2 separate regions of the Mus musculus genome follow, and region 2 is linked to region 1. The links are chromatin contacts, called in public Micro-C maps. All regions are on one chromosome and are shown on one strand. The core of a region is the stretch at or near the end of the contact, and the rest is flanking DNA. Distances in the headings are between cores, read along the strand shown. Region 1 holds the start of Dnajc13 (DnaJ heat shock protein family (Hsp40) member C13). Region 2 holds the start of Acpp (acid phosphatase, prostate).

Region 1 (6,690 bases), core at 672-3,171:
TGCAAAAAAATGATCCTAATATGTGAAGACTAAAACAAACATAATGAACTAAAAACTGCACTTTAACTCCCACCAGATATTAGACCAAAGCCTTAGCAACAAGCAAAACTGGGCTGCCATGTAGCTGCATAATTCTGTTTACACTTTCCTCAGAGAAGCAGGAGAGAAGTCTGAAAGGGACATTGCAAACTCACCCGTGTAATTACAAGTGCTGGAGGAATGGGGCCAACAAAGGTATAACATGATCTTTTGATTTCAACTCTACCTTAGTATCTATTGGGAACTAGGTTCCACTATTAACCTTTCTTCTAAGTTTAAGAAAAACAGGTTATTACCATCTGCCTGGGTAACCAAATAATTCATGCTCTCCACCAGTGTGCAACTTTATTACTGTGCACATTCACGTTTTAGAACTTGGTTTGTTTGCAGTCACGCTTGCTAGTATGATTTACACTACTACTACTGCATTAGAAAAGAATATCCATAGTTTCTCGGGGGAATACGAATGCTGGTATTGGCCCAGGACTCAAGCTAGCTTTAAGGTCTTTACATCCCTGTTTCTTAACTCTGGCTCCTCTTTTTCTCCTTTAATTTGTTTGTACTTCCTGTTTCCAAACAAATGTGAACTCAGTGTTTTCTCAACTAGGACTGGCGGTCCCGTCCCTGAACGTAATGTGGTATTAACAGCCAGAGCCACCATTTGCGATATTGCAACTTAAACATTGGTTTATACTATATATGAAAATTAAAGGGGCTTTTATGCTGTAAGCTAAATTAAGTTAAACAATGAGGCACTAGAAACAACAACAACAAAAAAAAAAACTAAACTATAGAATAAACGGGAAAAGCAGATCGTGGAAGTAAAAAATCACTACTTTGGGAGTTCATCTCTGTGTTAGGGGGCGATTTTTATTTACATCATCCTTCCACCAAGTGATTAGGGAAACGGTTTCAAGGTAAGAGTGGCTAATTTAGCATCTTACAATAGGGGTTTTTTGGGGGGCGGGGGCACGCAGGTGTACTCTCAACACCCACTTCATTGGGCGTCCAAAGTGCTGCTTCACCTACACCAAAAGCCGCGTTCAGAGGTGAAATCACAGCCCAGCACGGGCAACAGTGAACAGGCCAGGCTACTTTACAAGAAGGAAAAGCCTTGGGGGGAAAACTTGGTGTTTGATAAAGGACTTGAGGAAGAGAACAGCAGCTGCCCCTCCTTTCCCATCAAATCGAAACAAAACTGAGACGAGGAAAAAAGAAAGAAAAAAAAAAAAAAATCGAGTCTACGCGGGACCCCAGAGGAAGGAAGCAGGACCGCTAACCTAAGAAAACCGGAGGCGCCGGCATCCAGGAGGGAATCCCGAGGGCGGAGCCCACAGGGGAAGGAGGTGTGGAGTTGAGTCGGGGAGAGTTGCCGAGAGAAGTGGGGGACAGGGATAGTGATGGGAGAAAAGACGGCCAGGCAGAGAGAGGGGTGGGGCTGCCGGGCAGTGCCCCGGGCAAATGTCACTCAGAGCCGGGGGAGGGGAGGGTCCGAGCGCAGGGATCCCTGGACGGAGGATCGCGGCTTCAGCAGGTTCGAGCCACACACAGCAGCTTAACGCCGCCCGCTCTGGGGTCCCTGCCCGGAGCCCCCGGGTCCCCGAAGGTGGGAAGCGGCATCGCAGAAACCCAGAGCCGGAGGCGGCTTTACCTTCGCAGGAGGCTGGAGGCGCTCCAGCCCGAGCTCCGCCCGCCGCCGGCTCCACGTCTTGAGTAGGATGGAGGCGCCGCCGGCCCCGTCCCCTCTCGCTTTCCTTTTCCCCGCCGGGGCCTGTCGCCGCGGGTTCCTGCGCCGCGGCCCCCACCCCTCCGCTCCTCCCTCTGCCTCTCAGAGGCTCGCCCTGGACGCCGCCATCTTCCACCAGGCTTGCGAGCGCTGAACCCTAACGCGCGTGCGTGGCCGCCGCCCCGGCCGTCACGAGACCCTGTCAGCTGACCTCGGCGCTTCCGCCTCGCGCCCCGCCCTCGGGAGCACTGTGCTCCCTCCCTCGGTGGCCCATTCGCCGTCTTCCGGGAAGCGCCGCGTGCGCGCCGCCCGCCGTTCCGCCTCTCGGGAAGTACGCGTGCGCTTAGCGAAAGAGAGCCTTGGCCCAAGCAGAAGGCGAGGCGCCACGCCCCCTGGAGCGGTCCGAGAGGCCACGCCCCCTGAATCCCTGGAGACACGCCTCTCAGCCAGACGCTGGCATTGGCTACTGTAACTCTGCAAAGGAGCAGCTCTGTTACCTAGCCCTAGTCTTCAGTGTCCTGGCGCATCCACGAAGCCGTCGAAAGCCTCAGTGCGCATCTCTGGTTTAGCTGCATCGTGGGCATAACTTTTACTCGCTACTGACACACCCTGAACGCGGATTTAAGTTTTGAGTGTTCAGGGAGATAATGGAGACCGAAGCCTCAGAGGTCAAAGGCCTTTGCGGGTGAAGTGTTGGGACAGTTAACACTGCTGCCTTCCTGGACCTCTGATCCCAGAGCCAGGATTTAATTGGCCAACTACTTAAGGTCAATTAACTTGCAGCCGTCTGAGATAGGGATTATCCTCTATTTTCAGATAATAAATTGATGTGTAGTTCCACAGTAGTAGACTTAGTATTTGAGCTCAAGTAAGTTGACTCAAGAACTGCTCTCTGGATAGGAACTCACTGAAACTATATGAAGAGGGGAACTCAGGAGAGTGACAGTATCAGAATGAAACAAAGTTACAGATGACAATTGTGTCAGAGCTCTGAGCAACAGACGGTGTCTCATCTAAGATGTGAGAGGGGCAGACTACCCTCTAAAACGTGATTCTGTGGGGGGAAAAAAACTTGTATGGACACACAGTTCTAGGTTTAAATGCTCTGGTGAGCCTAATATTATTATTGTGTAGCAACCCTGGAACTGGAATTTCTCAGGGACCCCGTCTGTGGTTGAATCGTTTCATAGATGGAGGTTTTGGGATGAAAAACATGTAAAATGGTTTCTACAGACTTGACTTTTTGGCCGACTGACCCATTTGTGTTACTGGAGACGACTAGATTTTTCCTTAGGAAGGCTTTCCCACACTGTCCCAGTGAAATAAAAGTGCCTGTGAGCAGCCAGAAATGGCTTGCTTGGAAAGATGAGACCTGAAGTAGAGTGGAAAGGGGAAAAAACAACAATGAAAAACAAAACAAGATGCCCTTGGCCTATCCCAGGGTAATAAAAGCATGTGCTTACGTGGCTTTGTATATGTTACAGACCCTTAGAGTATTGCCAGAACTAGGTGTGGGCGGTCCTATTTCTATTTGGTAAAAAAGGCTGACCCAGAGTTCCTAAGTGACTAAATCAAGGTGAGGTTCATCCAAAAGGTTGAGCCGAGATTTGGCCCCAGACTGTAACACCCAGGTCATCAAACTACTAAACCCTTGACACTGCCTCTCTATTTAATATTTGGAACCAAATAAATGGATTCTCAGAGGTGAAAGGAGCTTAGGTAACATGAACTGCCTCCGTCCCCTGTAGTGGAAAATTCCCTGCCTCTGAACGCATCCTGAAGTGGAGAAACTGTATTCTTCCCATAAGCCTTCTCTTGCAGAAATCATTTCCAGGTTTGAATGGTTGGTTTTGCTCTTCTCTCCTCCTCCTCCTCCTCCTCCTCCTCCTCCTCCTCCTCCTCCTCCTCCTCCTCCTCCTCCTCTGTGTCCCAGCCTTTCATTATCTGCCAGTCCACCTGCCCATATCATCGTATCCCACCCTTTCCTGTGTTTCCACCTGCCAGCCTCTGTGCTGCTTCCTCATTTCCCTTAGTGAGATTTGCATAAAGTTGTCACTCTTCTTAAGATGCTAGAACTAGAGACAAGAATCGGGATGAGTAGGAAGACTTGGCTCATCTTTCCAGAGACTTCTGTTAAGTTACCTGGCTCCCCACCCCCTCAACATTTTTGAAAGGGTGTCAAGTTCAAGGTAGACCTTCAAACTTCTCTTTCTGCGTTTATCTTTTTTCCTTCGAAGCCCATGATCGCAAATACAATTGCAGATACCTTTTTTCATAGTGCGCACCTATCAAATTTTCATACCAAAGTTGTGCGATGATATATCATTTCAACACTTTTTAAAATTCACACCTCACTGCTTTCTAGACAGCAGTAATTTTATCTGTGTTCTAAGTCGACATCCAACACAGGAGACGTTCAAGATCTTAAAAGATCTACATGGCAAAGCCTGTTCATTGAGTTCCCTGCTACTGTTGAAGTGGACTTCCTAAATATATCCATGCCCAGACCCAATATAACCACTAAGAACTCTACACCATGCCGCAGTGTTTCGATCCACATCTTGCTGTCTACTGCTGCCTTTGTATTGTTTTGCCATTTGAGGCATGGTTTCTTGCTCTGTTTCCCAGGCTAGCCTTGAATCTTTCAATCCTCCTTTGTCATTGCCTGGAGTTCTGTGGGTTTAGTTTAGTTAAAACATTATTAGATTTATTTTAGTGTATGAGTGCTTTGCCCACCTATCTCTATGTGTACCTCTTGCATGCCTGGTGTGTGCAGAGGGCAGATGTGTGCCTTGGAACTAGAGTCATGAATAGTTTTGAGCTGCCATGTGGGTGCTAGGAATTGAATCCAGTGTCTTTGCAAGAGCAACAAGTGCTTTAAACATCTAAGCCACCTCTGTAGCTCCTGGAATGCTTTGGTCATGGACAGTCATGACCACATCCAGATAAACTGTTTTAAACACATTAACCACCATCCCCATGTGGCTACTGAACATGAAATAAAATTAATTTGAAAACTGCAAGATAGCACTTAATAATGTGTTATCGATGATATGTGTGGTGGGATGAGACGTAGCCCCCGGGTCTTAGGCATCTGAACATTTGGTCCATAGATGGGAGCAGTGTTTGGGAAGGTTTAGGAGGTGTGCGTGTCACTGGAAACAGGCTTTGAGAGTTTTTATCCAGTGTCCATGAATTCGTGGTGCTGTTTGCATGTTCAGGTTCCCCTGGATATGGACATTGCTGCCGCCTCCCCCACAAGAATGGCAGGGTTCATGTGTCTGCCCTCTTTTCTCAAATAAAATGGTTTAACTTCAGAGAGAGAGAGAGAGAGAGAGAGAGAGAGAGAGAAGCCTCACCTACCTCTAGTCTGCTTTCTGCTTATGGTAAAGGGTGTGAGCACTCAGCATCTTGCTTGAGCTGCCATGCCCGTACCTGCTAATCAGTGCCATGCTCCCCCACCATGGCAGCCTTTGGCCCCGTTAGAACCATCAGCCCAAATAAACACACTTGGTCATGGCGTTCTATCACAGAAACAGAAAAGCAACTAATATAATATATGTTTAGCTAGATGTTAGTCACCAGTCCTGTTGGACATCTCTTATCAGAAAATCTGAAATATTCCAAAATTTCACATTTATGTCAGCACCTAAGACGTTTCAGAGTTTGGTGCATTTCATAGTTCAGAGTTTTTCAATTATGGATGTCCGCCTATTAAAATCTACACACTCACACTCTAGCTCCCGTTTAAGAATGAAACCTGAAAGACTCCTGACAAAAGCATTTCAAAGAAAGGACACTTACCCTGAACTCCTTAAAGCCCGATAAGAAACTCCGGAACATTTCAGTGGGATATCTATGTACACAGAGGTCAGACTCAACTCCAAATACAGAAATAAGTATATAGTCTCGGCTATTCTTAAAAGGGACATTCCGGTGAGTGATTATCTGTATTTGGTTAATTGATGTGGGAAACTCGCCCTCTGTGGCTGGCACCATTCCCTGGTCTGGGATTATGGGCTGTAGACAAAGGAGGAACGAACTGAACCCAGTTCACCCATTTCATTCATCAGCGTCTGCCTCTTGACTGTGGGTTGAGTGTGACCAGTTGCCTTGTCTTGCCCTCCGTGATGGACTGTACCTAGAATTCTGGGCCCAAATCATTCCTCCTTTCTTTCCTCGAGTTACTTTTGTTAGGATATTTTATTGTAGCAACAGGAAGAAAGGTAACTAAGACAGCAACCAAGCTATAAAACTGGACCAGGCCCAGGTCTTGCAAAAATGTTGCCAGTCATGAGGATAGGAAGCGCCAAGGTGGCTGCAGCTCTCTGGTGCTTTAGCCAGGCTGCTTTAGCTGAAAGCTGAAAGACTCCTAGGCAACAGGTGAAAAAGGCTAATGTGGCTCACCTTCCAAGAAAGTAAGTAACTAGTTTTCCCGTATTGTCCCAGGCAGTCAAGGAAAAGAGAGGTCAGCTTTTGTATCAGCCTGTCGTTACTTTGTATCTTAAGAAGCAATGTATCAGGTCCTTTTCACACTCTCTGCTCTCCTTAATCCTGGCAGGAGATACATGGCTGCCCACATACATATAGGCCAGAGGCCAAGCTCTCGGGTGCTGGTCCCCAGAAGCCATCTATCCACCAGACAAGGCCTCCCCGCTGTTTTTAAGAGCATCTAACTGGCAGGAGAGCCGCCCCACTGACAGATACAGATGCGCTCCACCAAATCTGGGTTTTTCTGTGTGTGCTGCAAATTTAACTCCGATCCTCATGCTTGCACTGTATATAGTACTGACTAAGCTGTCTCTCCACCTACTAGTTTAATTTCATGTTTTACACTTACTTTTACTTTATGTGTGAGTATTTTGTCTGCTTGTTTGTATATGCACCATTTGCATTCTGGATGCCTGATGAGGTCAAAGATCATC
Region 2 (6,459 bases), core at 1,583-4,082, 75 kb after region 1:
TAACCATTAAGATAATCATGGGTGACTGACTGTTCACAGGCAAGACCAAGAACCAGGGGCAGCCTTCTTTCCTTTCTGCCAAAAACAGCCTTTCAAAATTAAGAGATTTATTTTTCTTGGATTATGGAGGAAAACAAGGAAATGATTTATAGTGTCTGAGTCAAGGTAATGCTACAAACCATGTAGTCATCTCAGACTAGCTCCAGGTTCTAGGGTATACACACTCAACAAAAACCCGGTCAGGGCAGTGTGGGTTCAAGACTGTTTTTCTATCTGTGTGAACATCATTAAATTGCCTAGCTACTTTTACTTATGCCTCTATCTTGAAAGTAGGATCAAGTTTGGTTGGGTTGTTTATTTGTTTGTTTGTTTGTTTTTGTTTCTGTTTCTGTTTTTTTGAGACAGCATCTCATGTAGACCAGGCTGGCTGGTCTTGCACTAGCTATGAAGAAATTCTGATCCTGCTGCCTCCACCTCCTGAGTAATGGGGTCACTAGATTTTTGGGTATGTATTACCTAGAACTCACTATGTAGACCAGGCTGGCCTGAGATTAAAGGCATGCACCACCATGCCAGACTAGACTTTTTTTTTTTTTTTTTTTTGAGACAGGGGTTTCTCTGTGTAGCCCTGGCTGTCCTGGAACTCACTTTGTAGACCAGGCTAGCCTCAAACTCAGAAATTCACCTGCCTCTGCCTCCCGAGTGCTGGGATTAAAGGCATGCGCCACCATGCCTGGCCCCAGACTAGACATTTTAAAATTTGTTCTCTTACTAATCTTCTGAATTAGCCGGGCAGTGGTGGCACATGCCTTTAATCCCAGCACTTGGGAGGCAGAGACAGGAGGATTTCTAAGTTTGAGGCCAGCCTGGTCTACAGAGTGAGTTCCAGGACAGCCAGGGCTACACAGAGAAACCCTGTCTCGAAAAAACAAGCAAGCAAACAAACAAACAAACAAAAAAATCTTCTGATTCAGAGAAATCTTCTGAGGATTTCTCTGAATGTTCAAGGTTACTATTTATATACAATAGTCTTTACAATCAATCAAAAGAAGAAAATGAGACCTTCTGGCTGATATCATCAGAGAGAAGATGTTTTGCTAAGGCCAAGGAAGATGCATTAAATTGCCCATTGTTTAACATTCCTAGAAGCCGCGGTAGAAAACATAACATTTGCTTTATACAGTGTTGGTTAACTTTTGAGTTGTAAGACAGCTACCTTCGTAGCTTGGTTCTTCTTTAAGGAAGAATTTACCAGCTGGCCACTGACCGTATTTTAACGGAGACCGGAGAGGCAGACAGGAGGGAAAGAAGACCCACAATCTTTGGCAGCCAAGGCAAGTTACCTGGGCTGTGGCTGGGACTCAGAGGGCCACTCTAATGCCTCAAAGAAGGTTGCCTTGAAGCCAGCTGTTTCCGAGCCCAGTATGGCACGACCAACAGAACACAGCCACAATGCCACGGTCCCTATCCTCTTCTAAGGAGCTTGTTGGCAAGGATGCCATGCGTGGAAGGGAAAGAATAACTCGCATAGGTGTTCCTGCAGAAGGTAGGGGGTGTCTTGTTGCTTTATGGACACAAAAGCCACACAGCTGGCAAATGGCTTGATGGGTCTTTGTCTTTCTTCCATTTCGTTCCTGACTCACGACTGGTAAAGATCTACTGTACTAAGAATCATAATTTATGTAAAATTAAAGATTTTTTTTTCTGTAGAAAGAAAAGAATCTCCTGAGTACCTCACCTTGGCAGGAAAGGAACATCATATTTAAGTGCAAACTAAGAGGCGTCCTTCTCTAAGTCATGAAAATCGTTTCTGGGAATTCTCTTGCAGGGAGGAAGAGGAGGTGAATCCTCCTGACTTTGAAAATGCACTTCCCATATATTTTTTTAAAGAATTATTTATTGATTTTATGTATATAAGTACACAGTACCTGTCTTCAGACACACCAGAAGAGGGCATCAGATCCCAACAGACGGTTGTGAGCCACCATGTGGTTGCTGGGATTTGAACTCAGGACCTCTGGAAGAGCAGTCAGTGCTCTTAACCATGGAGCCATCTCTCCAGCCCTTTCCCATATGTTTTTTTTTTTTAACACCCGACTGTATATAATTTTTTCCTTGACAACAGGCAAGTCACAGATCTCTTCTTTTCATGGCTTGTCTCAGTTACCATATGCACGGAAAATCATGGTTTTAATGGTCAACTGAATCTTTTATCTGATAGTCACTCTGAAACTCTGTTCAGTTTGTCTTTTGTGCTATCAAACACATAACTACAGGCATATGTTCCAGAGTCATGATAAACACGAGAGACTTGACTTCAGAAACTGACTGGTCCTTGGTTTGCGAACTAATGATCACTGAATGGAAAGAGGCCAGGCTAGCTCCTGAATATCTGAACTGTGCTCTACGCTGCCTGTTCTCCTGAAGTAACCTGTCAGTCCGAAGGCATTGGACTTGAGGGCAGCTGTAAAGGAACAGTACCATCGATAGCACGTGAGACTGTTGTTGTCTTTAAAACAAACTCGTGCGACTCCTCACTTTCTGAGTCTGAACAGTGCCTGCCCTCAGGCAGACAGCAGAGAGGAAACACGAAAGGCAACACTTAACCAAGTGTTCTCGGAACAGGAAAAACAATGAGAAAAGGTGTACTTACCAATGTCACAAACTTCAACTCCTTGGCTTGGCCTGGGTCCAGGCAGAGAGAAAGCAGGAGCAAGAAGCCAAGGCTGAGGCTTGCTGTCCGGCTCAGGGGCAGAGGAACGGCTCGCATGGTCGGGGAGAGAGCTGCTTTGGGCAGCCTTAGGAGGTGCTGCACTTCAGAAGCCTTCGGGAGGGAAGTGCCTATTTAATCAAAAGATTGACAGGAAGGCGGAGCCACATTCTTCCCTATTAGGATTGCAAGGAGGGTGGGGCAGAGCTTAGCATGCAAATAATGCCAGGTCGTCTGTGAGTTTCTTCAGAGCAGCCTCCTCCACTTCAATTAGGAGCCAGAGCAGGCGTAACTCAAGACCTCAGGCTCCTGCCCAGCCTTCTCTTTTGCTTTCCGGGCACATCTTTATCTTTTCCACAGCCGGATGGTGATGCATAGCCTTTGGGAAGAAATTCCCCCTGCCTCTGGAAGGTTTAGGATTCAGCTCAGTGTGTGTGTGAGGAAGCCTCAGTAGTGGGCATGTATCGACAGGAGGAAGCTCGTTCCCCTGCCAAACGCGGTGTCTGGTCTTAAACTCTCATGGAGCCAATAAAGGTGTTTTAAAGTGGCAGGAGAGGGAGGTCAAGGATACACAGAAGATTTCTCTTCATGCCTGAAGGCATCTGGGATCATTGGGATCATTCGCAGCAACGCAAAGCTGGGTTTGGAGGCCCTGTAGAAAATACACACAAGCAATCACAAAAAGCTCACAGCGTCCTCCGCCCCGACTCCCAGCTCCTGTGACTGAACTCCTTGGGTCACAAATCAAAACCAAATAGCAACAAAGGGACAATCTGTCAATATGACAATCGGGATTAACTTGAGCGGGAGGGTAAGATAGGTACGGAAGTGAATTTGATAGAGATGCATTATGCACACGTATGAAAAAGGCGCAGTGAGACCCATTAAGACGTGCAACCAACATGCTAATAACATACCTTAACAAATGAAAGCAGAAAACAAACAAGCAAAGCCAAAGAAACCCACACTGCTTTGCTGTTGACAGTCTCGAACTTCGGTGATGACCCTTTCCTTCTGAGGAAGACACGCCCTTGACTCTCTAGCCATGACCTCACTGGGACTCTATGAAAGATGGTATGCACTGAAGAAACTTGGCTTCCTGGTTTTTTTTTTTTTTTTTCTCATTCTGGCAGTCTCCTCGATACAGGAAACAACATCGGCCGGAGAGGCACAGTGAGAATCTGCAGGTGATGTGGGCGGAGTGACCCGCTGTGATGTTTCAGCCCCAAGGACAGAGAGAGAACAATGGTTTGCCCAAAACATCCTCAGCATTTTCATTAAATTTACCTGGACGGCCCCGGTTGTATCGCGGTGTGGTCATAGGAAGCCCTGGAAGGCGGTGTGTGGGAAAGCTGTGGTTCTTATGGTATGGGGAAGTAAGAATTTGTGTATGTGTGGTAGGATTATGCATTTAGAGGGACATTTGGTCTTTTCTTTGCCAGTTGTAGTCTCCATCAAATAGTTCCATTATGATCTTCACCCAGTGGGAGGCTGAGAAGAAGAGTGCACGGCAAAGGGAGTGAAGACAGAGACTGCCCAGCATTGTGGTTTGCAATGCCCTCTATAACCTCATGAGTTTAGACATGTGCTACCCAGCTTGTGTCGCGTCGCTGTTTTTGAACATTGTGAAACCTGGGGGAAGTGGAGCTTTGCTGTAAGAACTAGGTCACTAGGGACAAGCCTTGAGGTTTTGTAGCTGGGCACAACTCCTGGCTCACTCTTGGCTTCCTGTTCTGTCAAGATGCAAAGAGTCTTAATTGTGTAGTCCTGCCACAATTATAGGCTGTAACTCCTTACTACTTAAGTCCATACCAAGCATTTGTCTCTTGGGTGGCTTCCTGTCAGGTAACTCATCACAAGAACTAAAGCAACTAGAACAACCAGACCAGGGCAGACTTGCCATATTGTATCAGTCCCTGCAGTGTTCATGTGGTAGCATAAAGGAGTCTCCACCAGCTACAGTTCACACAGGCAGGCTTGGTGAGCTGGGAACTCTTGACCAGTTCTGGATCCCCAGCGCTGTCGAGCATCCTAAGCTCTCAGGTTGCAGCCTCCCTTCTTTCTGTATCCTTCCTTGTTCCACACTTGGGTCATGCTTGGAACTATGGTAGTTAGTGATCTTTGCCCTTACTGATAAAAGCCGTGGTTCAGTCAACTGTCTGCTTCATAAACTGGGTAAACGTTTCTAATCCTTAGTGTCTCGGATATCTCCTTTGGGGTTTTCTAGCTCTCCCCAAACAACAACATTTTAGGAAACATGAAATATTAGCCTGTATGTGTGTGTGTGTGTGTGTGTGTGTGTAAAACTGCAAAATTTCCATTTACCACAAGGGATACAAATGTGTCTCTCTTCCTCACCTTGTAAAACCTTTATGTACATGTTTTAATCCCTCCACCCCCAACAGTTAAGACTTTTGTTTACCCAAAGGCCTTGCCTCACCCCCAAATTTAGCCCCCCCCCCCCAACCAATGAGGAAAAGACAGTCATCAAAAGCCAAAGGGACACCAGGTTCTGTGTGCTTTCCCTCATGCTTTAGCCTGTGGCGCACCCTCTCATCACAAATGCACTGTTACCTGGTCCAGACACTTTAATTGGAGTGGCTGTTTCTTTCTTTATGACTCTGAACTTATTCCTAACATCAAGACCAAGGCTTTCTTAAAGACAGAACCAGGGAAAAGGCTGCTCAAACGGAAACCTCTCGAATACAATTTCTGTTGACTTAAATAGACGGCTTATATTTGACTTCTATCATAGTCTTTATTAATCTTAGACTTTACTATCAAGCTATAAGGAGAAAACCAGTTAAAAATTACACGTGTAGAGGGCTGGAGCCATGGCTCAATGCTGAGTGTTTATTTGCTGTTCTTTCAGAGAACGTCAGGTTCATTCGTAGTATCCATGGTCCATAATCGCTTACTTGTAACTCAAGCTCCAGAGGATCTGATGCCCTCATCTGGTCTCCACAGGTACTCCCACATACATGGCACAGACAGACAGACAGACACACATACACACACAACTAATAAATGAACAAATTTAAAAATAGGTAAAATAATCGTTGGGCTAGAGAGATGGATCGGTGGTAAGGTACATGTACTGCTCTTACAAAAGACCCAAGTTCAATTCCCGTCTTCGGGGGATCCCACAACACATGACTGGCCTTCAAGGTGTCTTCTCCTTCACACACAAGCCTCTACATGTACAGAAATACACAATTTGAAAATTTTTAAAAATTTAAAATGATTGATTGTCCATGTCGAGTCTTAAAAATCCTAAATACCATGAACTTGAGTCTGAAAGAACATCAAGTAAGAAAAAAAAAACAAAAAAACAAAAAAACAAAACCCAAACACAGTTTAGACCCTTCTGTGGAAATGTTTGGGTGAATCAGGGCTAATGGGGTATAGTAATATAAGAGAGAAATTTCCAGAAAGCAGCTGTGACTTCACTGACTAGAACTTCCTTGATGTGTAGAAGTTGACTTCTACAAAGCAGGATTGTCTTGGACTAACGTTAGCCCCTTTCGCAATTGTTTAGTGCCCACCTCTGTATGTAAGGTAACATTCTTTGACTGTCAGGTAAGTTCTTTGGAATGTATGAATGGACCCTCACGTCCACTAAAGTGCTAAGAGTGTCATCAGATAGCATCTGACACCTGAAGTGGAGGCTTCCTGGCTGCACTCTGACGCCTACTTCATCTTCCCACCAGTGTGACTGTGAAGTGTCTTGATGCACTGCTTCCTTCACT

What was found. Hi-C and Micro-C count contacts between places; a contact is called where the count stands out from the background.
Region 2: a contact with region 1 is called in a Micro-C map of embryonic stem cells, with 4 times the contacts expected there. The contact joins the promoter of Acpp here to the promoter of Dnajc13 in region 1. A contact is called at or near these places in 2 of 39 promoter capture datasets (macrophages and maxillary cranial neural crest), 3 of 484 Hi-C or Micro-C datasets (embryonic stem cells, granulocytes and neutrophils), 5 of 115 datasets of contacts at active chromatin or transcription factors (embryonic stem cells, intestinal villus epithelium, memory CD8 T cells and 1 more) and 3 of 9 other capture datasets (adipose tissue, liver and pancreatic islet).

The regions. Positions count from the first base shown.
Region 1 is chr9:104,261,009-104,267,698 of GRCm38.p6, forward strand. Dnajc13 (DnaJ heat shock protein family (Hsp40) member C13) reads right to left here and starts at 1,922. Exons shown (of 56, transcript NM_001163026.1): 1 at 1,691-1,922.
Region 2 is chr9:104,334,890-104,341,348 of GRCm38.p6, forward strand. Acpp (acid phosphatase, prostate) reads right to left here and starts at 2,833. Exons shown (of 11, transcript NM_207668.2): 1 at 2,654-2,833. The coding sequence starts at 2,770.